Linked DNA regions of Mus musculus: regions 1, 3 and 4 are each linked to region 2. A link is a contact called in public HiChIP or PLAC-seq and capture Hi-C data. All regions are on one chromosome and are shown on one strand. The core of a region is the stretch at or near the end of the contact, and the rest is flanking DNA. Distances in the headings are between cores, read along the strand shown. Region 1 holds the start of 4930529N20Rik (RIKEN cDNA 4930529N20 gene). Region 2 holds the start of Rpp40 (ribonuclease P 40 subunit). Region 3 has its middle 95 kb from the start of Gm22674. Region 4 holds the start of Eci3 (enoyl-Coenzyme A delta isomerase 3).

Evidence for each region. HiChIP or PLAC-seq counts read pairs in DNA pulled down with a chosen protein or histone mark. Capture Hi-C pulls out chosen DNA fragments and counts their contacts.
Region 1: a capture Hi-C map of macrophages shows a contact between it and region 2, with 4 times the contacts expected there. The contact joins the promoter of 4930529N20Rik here to the promoter of Rpp40 in region 2. A contact is called at or near these places in 10 of 39 promoter capture datasets (the 3T3-L1 cell line, 3T3-L1-derived adipocytes, the C10 cell line and 6 more), 4 of 115 datasets of contacts at active chromatin or transcription factors (bone marrow-derived macrophages, embryonic stem cells and oligodendrocyte precursor cells) and 2 of 9 other capture datasets (adipose tissue and macrophages).
Region 3: an H3K4me3 HiChIP or PLAC-seq map of bone marrow-derived macrophages shows a contact between it and region 2, with 3 times the contacts expected there. The contact joins the enhancer-like site here to the promoter of Rpp40 in region 2. A contact is called at or near these places in 5 of 39 promoter capture datasets (the 3T3-L1 cell line, 3T3-L1-derived adipocytes, hematopoietic stem and progenitor cells and 2 more) and 3 of 115 datasets of contacts at active chromatin or transcription factors (bone marrow-derived macrophages, embryonic stem cells and fetal liver).
Region 4: an H3K4me3 HiChIP or PLAC-seq map of pro-B cells shows a contact between it and region 2, with 8 times the contacts expected there. The contact joins the promoter of Eci3 here to the promoter of Rpp40 in region 2. A contact is called at or near these places in 14 of 39 promoter capture datasets (the 3T3-L1 cell line, 3T3-L1-derived adipocytes, the C10 cell line and 8 more), 5 of 115 datasets of contacts at active chromatin or transcription factors (astrocytes, embryonic stem cells, forebrain and 1 more) and 1 of 9 other capture datasets (adipose tissue).

What each region holds. Positions count from the first base shown.
Region 1 is chr13:35,166,427-35,169,126 of GRCm38.p6, reverse strand. 4930529N20Rik (RIKEN cDNA 4930529N20 gene) reads left to right here and starts at 1,323. Exons shown (of 2, transcript NR_153831.1): 1 at 1,323-1,385; 2 at 1,681-1,981.
Region 2 is chr13:35,904,952-35,907,651 of GRCm38.p6, reverse strand. It overlaps Rpp40 (ribonuclease P 40 subunit), which reads left to right and starts at 1,305. Exons shown (of 8, transcript NM_145938.4): 1 at 1,305-1,448. The coding sequence starts at 1,326.
Region 3 is chr13:35,387,270-35,389,969 of GRCm38.p6, reverse strand. No RefSeq gene overlaps it. Among named protein-coding and RNA genes, the nearest start is that of Gm22674, 95 kb to the right of the region's middle. Within about 2 kb of position 1,384, at least 1 of the 459 cell types and tissues checked has an H3K27ac peak or open chromatin away from gene starts, as enhancers often do. A contact at or near this core is called in bone marrow-derived macrophages, where this site is marked.
Region 4 is chr13:34,962,433-34,965,132 of GRCm38.p6, reverse strand. It overlaps Eci3 (enoyl-Coenzyme A delta isomerase 3), which reads left to right and starts at 1,324. Exons shown (of 9, transcript NM_026947.4): 1 at 1,324-1,379. It overlaps Gm16984 (a long non-coding RNA gene), which reads right to left and starts at 1,183. Exons shown (of 3, transcript XR_873227.2): 1 at 1,050-1,183; 2 at 297-509.

The DNA of each region.
Region 1 (2,700 bases), core at 74-2,573, 740 kb after region 2:
TTTCCAGAGATGTTTATAATCTGAGTGTAAATAGGACCATTGAGAAGGGATTTATTGCTTTTCCCCACCAGAAAGGCAGTGGGAGCTGTAAACTAAAGAGTAACACCTGAATCAAAGCAGTCAATGAAGCCTTAGGTGTCAGCTTCCAACAGCAAGTCCAGACGCTCTCAACTGAGCAGACTCTGGCCCTCACAACAAGCCGTTAGGAACGACCCAAACACTTTCACATTTTCTTCCTTTTTCCTGTGTGTATGTAGATTAAGTGGTAAATATAAGAACTGTAGAATATATATGTATGTGTCTCTGTGTGTGTGTGTATTGTATGTGACTGTGTGCATGTGCATACCTATGTATGCACGCACATCTATGTAGAGATGTGTACATGTGAAAGCCAGAGGTCTATATCACGTCTCTTCTGCTATCCATTGTCCTCTTGCAATTTTGGGATACAGTATCTCACTGAACCTGGAACTCACTGACTTGTGTAAATCAGTGGTTCTCAACCTGTGGGTTTTGAATACTTTAGGGATCAAAGAACCCTTTCACAAGGGTCACATATCGGCTTGCAGATCAGATATCTATATTATGATTCATAACAGTCAGGAAATTACAGTTATGAGGTAGCAACACAATAATTTTATGGTTCCACAACATGAGGAACTGTAGTAAAGGGTCACAGCATGAGGAAGGTCAGAAACCACTAGGCTGAACTGTCTGACCAGCTAGACCCCAGGACCTTTCTCTCTGTGCCTCCCGAACACTGGCAATTGCAGGCACACCACTGCTACTTTATCCCAGCTGATCACCTGCATTCTAGGATCTGAATTCAGGTTCTTGTGCTTGCACAGCAAGCAATTTTACGAACTGAGCCGTCTCCCCAGATCTGCTTTCACCATTTCCAATGTTTTATTTCATGATTTCCCATCATAACAAACACAGCGTGAGTGCCATTCACCCTTTTGTTGATGACCCAGCGCTGTCATACAGAAAAAGTGTTCAGCTGGCTTCTCTCTCTGCTGGTTCCACTTTCTGGGATTTTTATTTACCCAAGATTAGGCTCTGTCTGAAATTGCTAAACGGAAACTATGAGAAACAGTTCATACATTTAAAATGCCGTGCCAATCTTAGAAGCATGGTAAAAATCTCACACTGTCCTGTTCCCATCCAAGATAAGAGACATCCCTTTGCCCAGTGTAGCCACCATTAGTCACCTCAGCTATCACATCATTTGTCATGATGTCACAATGCTTGCACACATATAACCATGATTTTCTTCATAATGGTCCCAAAGGACAAGAGGAATGATGCAGAGGTGTTACGGCACACAATGTGGAAGAACAGATTAACACTGGGTCTGTGGTTGCTCTGTAGTAGCCCACATAGGAGTAAGTACTGTCTGTAGTAAGGCATCCACTGAGAATACTGGACCATGTCACTCCTAGAGAAAGCAGGAATGTATTCAGTTAGGGCAAAGTGAAGAGAAGATGATCCCAGGTGCTTCTGGGATGCTGCATGCTAAGAGCTGTTTGCTCTCTTTCAGCTAGTCATCTATCAGCCTATCAACCTTATACTTTGTAGTCCTAGGGTGTGTTTGCTCTACTGAGCTCATAGAGGGGCTTGCTGAAGTGGTGGAGATGTGTTCACTACTGAAGCCCTACACTATTGTTTATTTTACTCAAGGTCCTTTAGACTGTGCTCAGACATGAATTCTTGTCAAGGAACAAATAGTAATTGCAATGTATCAGCATTTGTTCACAAAGCCGCACAGCTGTCACTCGAGATCAGACGTCACCACCTGTTGATCGCAGCAAGTACAAGTGTCGACCTTTGTCATTCTTGTCCTTCTGCCTCTTGCAGCCACTCTGTCCAGCTCTTCTGGAGTACTCACAGCAAGCTCTCCTTCATAGACTCTGAGTTATAACTTTGTGCATTGTGTTTGTTTGGTTTAAGAGTTATGTCTCTAACTAAATTCTCAGCCCAGAAGAGATGTCTTAATTTCTCACTGTCACCGCAAGCCGTGCATGCTGGGAATGTTTGTTGATGACGTAAGATTTAGCTGTATTCCCCTGGCCAGTATTTAACCCATGCTCTGGTCCAAGTTTCACCATCTGGTGCTGCTCCCAAGCTGTGGTCCAGAGTTACTCAGGCTCTGTCTGGGCTCCAGCACATTGAGATGCTCCTATTTTTATTGTGTTCCTCTCTTCTTCCCCAGCTCATGAACACTCTGGGGAAAGCCATTCATGATAAATTAAATAGCTTCCCACCCTCCAAGTACCACAGCAAGCTGCCAACACCAGTTTAAATTTCTATCCCAGGGATATTCTGAGACCTTGACAAATCACAGGGAGTGCTCAGCTTCCCTCCCATAGGCCTGTCTGAAGCCAGAGTCTCTGACTTCAGCAGCATAGGCTATACCTAGAGACCTCACCAAGACAGAGTTGCTAAGTTTCTCTCTCAGAGTCCTCTTGAGGTCTGGAGTAACAATTCCAAATTGGTATGCTTATCATATTTCCAGGTAATATAGGTAGATGTTGCGGGTCTAGGTACCCCAATTTTAAGACTCAATGCTCATTTGATCCCAGGGGCCATGCTCTCTCCACCAAGTTCATAATGTCCTGTTATAGAATATTGAAATGTCAATCCTCTACTCTCGAGTACTTCCTAGCTATCTGCTTGCACCTCTGCAAGCCGAAGTGACTC
Region 2 (2,700 bases), core at 56-2,555:
AATGAAAAACACAGCAACAGGAGTCCTCCAAAAACAAAATCAATTATCCCAGAGTGGTGGTTCACATCTTAAATCCCAGCACTCAGGAGGCAGAGGCAGGTAGATCTCTTTGAGTTTGAGACCAGCCTGGTCTATATATTGAGTCTGAGGCCAGCCAGGATATATAATGAGACCCTGTCTCAAGACAAAATAACTTAACACCTGGATTCAATGATACTGAAATAGGTAAAATTCTGGGTGATTTCAGAAGTTTCCTAGTAAAAATACTTTAAGACCTCAAAAAAGATTGAAGCAAAAAGATTAATTCAATCTTCCCTAAGGAAGGACCTGGAAAGTCTGCTGTGCACACACGTGCACGTGCGCACGCATGTGTGTGCACACACAGAGAGTAAAATAGATGAGAAAAATCAACAATATGGCTTTTAAGAATTAGCTATGGGGGCTGGAGAAATGGATCATTGGTTAAGAGCACTGACTGCTCTTCCAGAGGTCCTGAGTTCAATTCCTAGCAACCACATGGTGGCTCACAACCATCCATAATAGAATCCAATGCCCTCTTCTGGTGTGTCTGAAGATAGCAACAGTGTACATGGAAGTACAATTCAGCAAAGAAACTGAGATTTGGAGTAAAATCACAAAATAGTAATGTTGGAAATGAAAAAAATAAATTAAATAATTAAAAACAAAGCAAAGAAGTTCTGTTGGAAGTAAAAATGCAGAAATGTCATATTATATTCCTCTGTAATTTCCTATACTTTTTGGGAAGGATCAGTGGGAACTTAGGGGCCTGCGGGTGGGTGAGCATTAGGAACGAGACCATATGAGGAGTCAGGAAAACAGTGCTGCAAAGCAGATGTATTTCCTGACTATACTAGGCTTTTCCTCTGTCCTATCTTCCTCCTTTTTATAAGGTGTCAGGGTCCAGTCCTTCTCTGAGTCCTGTCCAGGTATATGCACTGTTCCTCCACGGAGAAACTGTGGGATAGAATGGATGTGCCAGGTTTTTTCTTTCTTTCTTTCTTTCTTTTTTAAGATGCGGATGGTTGTGAGCCAACATGTGGTTGCTGGGATTTGAACTCAGGACTTTTGGAAGAGCAGTCAATGCTCTTACCCGCTGAGCCATCTCACCAGCCCCATGCCAGGTTCTTGAGAACCTTCAGACCCAGTGCCTGCAGGAACTGACAGACAGGGAAAGAAAGAAGGGTTAGGGCGTGGTGGAGGGAGGGGTGTAGTCAGAAAGGGGCGAATGGTGGGGTGAGGGGCGGGCCGAGGGGCGGGCCGGGAGGCGGGCCAAGAGGCGGTGCTCGCCTGGACTCCTGCTTAACATGGCCACGCTGCGCAGGCTGCAAGAGGCGCCTCGGCACTTACTGGTCTGTGAGAAATCCAACTTCGGCCACGATAAGTCTCGCCATAAGCATCTCGTGGAGACGCACTATCATAATTACAGGGTGAGTCAGGTCCACCCGGCCCTCTTAGGCTGGAGAGCTTTAAGGTAGAACCACGCCGGGTTTCACCCGGCCAGACCTCCTCGGCTTGCGAGGGTGGGCGGAGATCGTCCTCGGGCATGCTGGGAACTATAGTCTCTTCAAGTTTCTTAACTGCTTTTCTTGGCGCTGTGTAGGACTACAATTCCCAGCATGCGCCAAACACAGGGCGGTGCTCGGTCCTATGAGGAACAGCAGAGTTTTTGTGAGTTTGGCGTGGTTACTGCGGTGTTCAGGATTAAATCCTCTCGGTGTTGGGTCGAGCAGGCAGTGGAGGAGTTAGGAATGTAACCTGCACGGTCGGAGTGTGACCTGTACAACATGTAGCCGAATTACACCCTAAGTTTGGGCAGATCTCTGTGGATCAGCTTGTGACTCTTTCCAAAGCATCACGCGGTTTGACAAACGAGGAACTCCAAATAAACTTACCTTACGATGATAAGGGTTTAAGCATTTTACATCTTAAATATTGGCCTGATGGATTTCTCAGATAGATTAGCTGGCGTCCTTGTCCCTCAAGGCTGGTTGTTGGGGCTTTGCGAAACGGACTTTAGATGTTCACTTGGGGATCATTTGAAATCCGCGCGGATTTTGCATCTCTTCGGTTGAAAGGCCATCCCTGCGGTCAGGGATGTATCGCTTATCTCAACTGGTCTCACCTAGGTTTGTCTAGGAAATGGAAGCTTCCAGGAGCACTTTTGCTTCTATGTAGCTTCTTACTAATTAAATGTCCCTAAATCCCAGGAGGAGTTCCTTTGATTTCATGACTCCAGAATAAGCAAATCAAGGCATGTTGAATTATATATACTCTATTTCCTTGACTATAAAGTGTGAAAGACATAACATATATTGCTTGTATGCAAAAATAAGATTCAAGTAAGACTTCCATTGCAATGTCATGCCTCACATTGAAATGCAGAAAGGAAAAACTTGAGTAGTCAGATATCTGTTTACTTGAAATTAATAGAATTGTTGCCTAGTAGGTTGATGGTGATGCACACCTTTAAACCCAGGCAGAGGTGGGTAAATCTCTGAGTGCAAGGCTAACCTGATAAACAGAGCAAGTTCCAGGACAGCCAGGGCTACATGGAGAAACCCTGTCTCAGGGGTAGGTGGTGGTGGCTGTGTGTGTGTGTGTATGTGTGTGTGTGTGTGTGTGTGTGTGTGTGTTTTACTAAGGGTTTTACTGCTGTGAACAGACACTCCAACAGTGACC
Region 3 (2,700 bases), core at 135-2,634, 520 kb after region 2:
AAGGGTGTTGGGTGAGGCACCGTGGCGTTGCTGATTCTCTCTGAGCAGACTGGAAAGTCATTCAAAGGTGTAGTTCTGCGTGTGGCTGGGGTGGGGGAGATGATGTTCAATCTGTTAGTTAGTGGTGGTCTGTATGCTGGTCTGTGGTTTAGAAGGGAGACACCTTGGATGGTAGGGATTGTGGTGCACTTCTGAGCCCCTCATCCTCTTTGGCGGTCCAGGATGTGTCCAGTTGTGCTGAAGAGTTAAGCCATTCATTATGGCTGTGAGATTTGGCATTCTGGAGAGCACAAGTCCCAAACATCACACATCATCCATTGCTCATGCTTGAGATGTTGATGAAAGGGATGAAACCATAAAGAACTATGTTGAGAAGGAAGATTGGCTCTTTCAATCTCTCTCTCAGGTTCGTGGAAAAGATAATGAATGAGTGGATAGATGCTGCTTCTGGTGAGAAAGCAGCCCCTCTTCTGCCTAGTGATGCTAAAAAGGGTGGGATGCGAGGAAACCTCCTGAACTTTGTATATGTGCATATGATACCTGAGCATGTGTGTGTATGTACAAGTGAGCCCTCTTTTTGTGTGGCTTTCTCCACAACATCCACTGTTTACACTGCTACCAACCTGTGCCTCTTCTCCCTCATAATCTTGAGTATGTTGCTTGTTTCTTCCTCAGAATGTTCAGAAATTGCTAGGACTGACGATAGTATAGGGACACACTAACAGTTGGATAAGCTAATGTATGATGCATGGTTGTTAAGGTTCCTGTGCTATGGGACCCAGGTTCTTGCTCAAATACCTACCTAATGTTTGTTGAATGTGCTGGATATTTTTTGTCAGTAGTTGACCAAGGCAATTGACCCTTCATAACGTTGAAGTTGAAGACCTCCAGAGAAAAGGACAGTACTCCATGAGAAGGAACAAAGTCTGCTTTCAGACCAGGATGGCACTGCAGAATTGCTAGCCCTCACAGTCATATGGGTCATTCCTTAAAATAAATCTTTCCCTGGAGGCAAAGAGGGGGAGGGGAGGTCCTGAGGACTACATGCCACAGCAGGAGGGAGGGAGAAGACCTCTGGGAATGGGAGGGGCTGCTGTGGCTCCTGCAGATGCCCTCCCACTTTGACTCCTTTCACCCCTCCTGGGGCAAGGGAGCAAATGTTCCAAGAAAGTGACTTGGAGCAGTACAGGGGAATTTCTTTCTTCTGTCTTAGGGGCTTAACACACCCATGGTACCTAAATAACATGGCTGCCTAAACAAGACCTAAAGAAATAAAATATCAGACAAACCTGCTGACAGGGAATGTGAGCTCTCAGGGGGCCCCATTCATAAGCAACTAAGCAACTACAGCAACTAAGAAATGCTGAAAGCAGAAGTACTTTCCTCAGGGATGAGCCCCTACTTGGTTATGCAATACCAAGTGCTCAACCCTGAAATCAAATACACACTAGTAGGACTAAACGACTGAGCAGGTTGTATATATATTTAGGTGTGTGTGTGTGTGTGTGTGTGTGTTCAAGTTATAATAAAAAAAGAAAGAGGCAATGAAGTGCATGGGAGGCACTGGAAGAGGAGGGAATTATGTAATTGTACTTAACGTTTGTTTTTTTTTTTGTTTTGTTTTGTTTTGTTTTGTTTTGTTTTGTTTTGTTTTTTATAAGAGGGCATCAGATCTCATTACGGGTGGTTGTGAGCCACCATGTGGTTGCTGGGATTTGAACTCAGGACCTTTGAAAGAGCAGTCAGTGCTCTTACCCACTGAGCCATCTCACCAGCCCGTATTTAACTTTTTAAAGCTTAAGAAGAGTTTAGAGCCAGAGCCAAATGTGCCAACAATGATCAGTACAGACTGTGGCAGGAAAAAGAAGGCGTCAAGAGTGGCTTGAGACTCATGGCATCTCACAGCCGTAACTCTCCATCTAAGCATCACTTGGAATGTGTGTCATGCTCTAAAGTGAAGAACTGCAGGTTCCTTTAACTCCTTCAGTGCCTAGGGTGTCTCACAGGTACTCAGCTACCCTCAGGCACCAGCCTTTCTCAGGAATCCCCAGCTTCTTCCAGTGGGGATGTCTCCAGTCACCTAACGCCCTGTGTGTGCTCCTGATCTATGTAGAGTGTTTGGGTAAATTTGACCATATGTACTGAATGAAGTGGCCTCTAGTCCAGACTGTACAAAAAATATTTCAAAATGCATGCTCCCTCCCATGGGTGTTTATTTGCATGCTAATTACTTACATGAAATTGAATTAAAAAGTTAACTTTTAAAAGGCATCTTCTGATTAGAACTCTTTCCCTTAGGGCCAGGATAAGAGGACAAGGGTGACATAAGGGGAGAATAATGCCAGTGGCAGCGACTGTGCCACGCCTTGCCTGCTTTTTTTTGATGGAGTTGGTTTTTTTTGTTTTGTTTTTTTATGAAGTCTGCACTGTTCTTGAAGCAGATGGTCCCTTGTGAGAAAGCTCATCATCCAACCTTCCAGACATAAACAGGCGCTTCAGTGTCAGTGTCATAGGCAAGTGAGATGGAGAGAGAGCCTCAGGTATATCTGGATCTGCACTGTGGCTCTAGTAGAAAGGCTACTGAACTATTGATGCGCAAGGGCATGACTTTTATACCATGTAGAGATGGAACTGGCCACTTCACACACCACTAACCATTGGCCAGAGGACAGTCATCAGTGGCTCCTCTTACTTCTGGGT
Region 4 (2,700 bases), core at 75-2,574, 940 kb after region 2:
CCGTTCTCTTCCAGTTTCATAGATGAGCAGCACCACTAAACCGAAGCAGGATACAGGAGGGAGAATGAAGAGTACAAAGTCCTTTGTGCCTAACAGAGTCATAATAGGTCCCTCCCCGGCAATTACACAGCGGGATATCACAGTCACCTTGGTACCACTTTCCCTGGTGCTTTCAATTCAATTCAAGGAAGTTCCAATTCCTTTGCTTGAGCTGTGGCTTACTGTAAAAGAAATACCTGGAAGCATAGAGCCAGAGTTAACCCTTCTGACAGCTTACAGAAAAGGTGGCAACTGACCCCAAAGTCGTTGTCACAGGTGGAAACACACGGGACTAGCAGCGACCTCATGTCACCAAAGCACTCAGGCTTGCAGGCGACTTCCTTGGGGAGACAGTGCCTTGGCGAAGGTGACACTTTGTCCAAGCACCAATTGCTAGTTAGCGGAGCGCGGCAGATGCGTAATCCCTTATCACCAGCGTGGGTTTCAACGGTTCACTCCTGTCAAGCAGACTGTCCGGAGATGAAAAATGGTGTTTAATAAACAGCAGGCAAGGGCTGAACAAATTGCTAGTCAGAAATAGTCCTAAGAGACCTGCTCTGGAGAGCAGGATCACAACGGGAGAATGGAACCAACGGTCAGAGATTTCCCACGTAAAACACTGTCTGGACTGAGAAACCATGGGCTGCAGAAACCCAGAGAGGCTGGGCACCCCAATTCTAAACGAAAATAGGTTGGGATGTCCACGGTAATCCAAGCACTTAACAGGCAGAGAGACAGAAGGATCAGCAAAGTTTAAGTGAGGCAATTTATCGTGAGATTTTTGCCTCGAAACAAATGTTTTAAAATAAAAAGCAAAAAGCTGAACACCATGGTGTGTGCCCCTGCACCCAGCACTCTGCGGGGAAGTCCATTATCGGCTACGTTCAGCACCCTCCCCTCTCTGCCCAGCACCCGGTTCTCTGCCTCCTACCCCAAAGCCCCGCACCCTACCCTCTGCATCCAATCCCCTGCACCTTGTTCTTTGAACCCAATTCCCAGAGCTCACTCACTGAACTCTGCACCCATAGGCCCTTCTCTGCCCAAAGCTCCTTGTCCTCTGCGGCCAGAGTCATGCGCCATGCTTCTGCTTCCTCAACCAAGTGCCCATCCCTGAAACCTTCTCGGGCCCAACTCAGACCACGCCCCCAGTCTCACTTTTCCTCTGCCTTCCTCTGTTCCTGGAGTCTTTCGTTCCACTCAGGATTCACTTCTGGATCCGCCCCCTGCCCAGTTCCTCCCACCGATTCCACCCATTCTTAAGCGTCTCGGCTCTGTTTGTCCTCAAGGCTGGCTTTAACTTCCTTCCTTGAGCAGAAGAGTACGCGGTGCTGGTGTCCTAGGTAAGCTTGCAGCCTCTACTGTCTGGCCCAAAGTCTCCAGCGAGGTTTGTCGCGGGCCCGCGGAGCCGCCCCGCTCTGTCATCTGGTCTGGCTAGCAGGACAGAAGGATATTGCTTTGACGGTTTCCCAGCGAGAGAGCTCTAAAGAGTGACCTCGCCTGTCTTGTACGAATGGATGTGCTCAGGCCGCCTAGAAAGCCTGGACTAGCAGCGACCTCATGTCACCAAAGCACTCAGGCTTGCAGGCGACTTCCTAAGGGAGACAGTGCCTTGGCGAAGGTGACACTTTGTCCAAGCACCAATTGCTAGCTAAGTGGAGCGCAGCAGATGCGTAATCCCTTATCACCAGCGTGGGTTTCAAGCAATTGGTTGACCTAGTTGAGAGAGGTAACTCAAAAATCTAAACCTACACTCCATTTGAATAAATTTGCTTTAAATGAGCCTTTACATTTTACAACGTCTTTTTTTTTCTCTCTCCTTGGAATAACCCTTGTCAAATTCAAATAAAATGTAGAGGAAAAAAATCTGTAATCTGTAGACAGATTTTATTCAGTGATCATTTGAAACTAGATTATTGGGACAGCAGAGAGAGAATATAACTATGGCATTTTGCTCTGTAGGGTTTGGGACAAATCGGCAATCCTGCTGCAGAAATGAAGGGCAAGGAACAAATAGAAACCAGTGTTTGTAGTCTCTGCAGGTCTTCAGGTTACCAGTGGCTCAGGTGAACCTGGATAGACCAAAGCCGAGAGTCAGTCAGCAGGACTTTGAAAATGCAATGAACCAAGTGAGACTTGAGATGGAGGACCCAGGCAACGAAGTACAGCTAAGACTCTATGCACTAGATAAGCAATGTAAGCCTGAGATCTGACATTGTTTAAAAAAAAAAAAAAAATGTGTGGGCTGGAGAGACAGCTCAGCAGTAAGTGCTTACTGCTCCTCTAAGAGGATCCAGGATTGGTTCTCAGCACCTTCAACCCTACTTTTTTTTTTCCATTTTTTTATTAGGTATTTAGCTCATTTACGTTTTCAATGCTATACCAAAAGTCCCCTATACCCCCCACCCCCCTACCCACCCACTTCCCCTTTTTGGCCCTGGCATTCCCCTGTACTGGGGCATATAAAGTTTGCAAGTCCAATGGGCCTCTCTTTCCACTGATGGCCTATTAGGCCATCTTTTGATACATATGCAGCTAAAGACAAGAGCTCCGGGGTACTGGTTAGTTCATATTGTTGTTCCACCTATAGGGTTGCAGTTAGCTGTCTCTTTTTTTTTTCCTGTTTTTATTTATTTATTTATTTATTTATTTGTCATCTTGCTA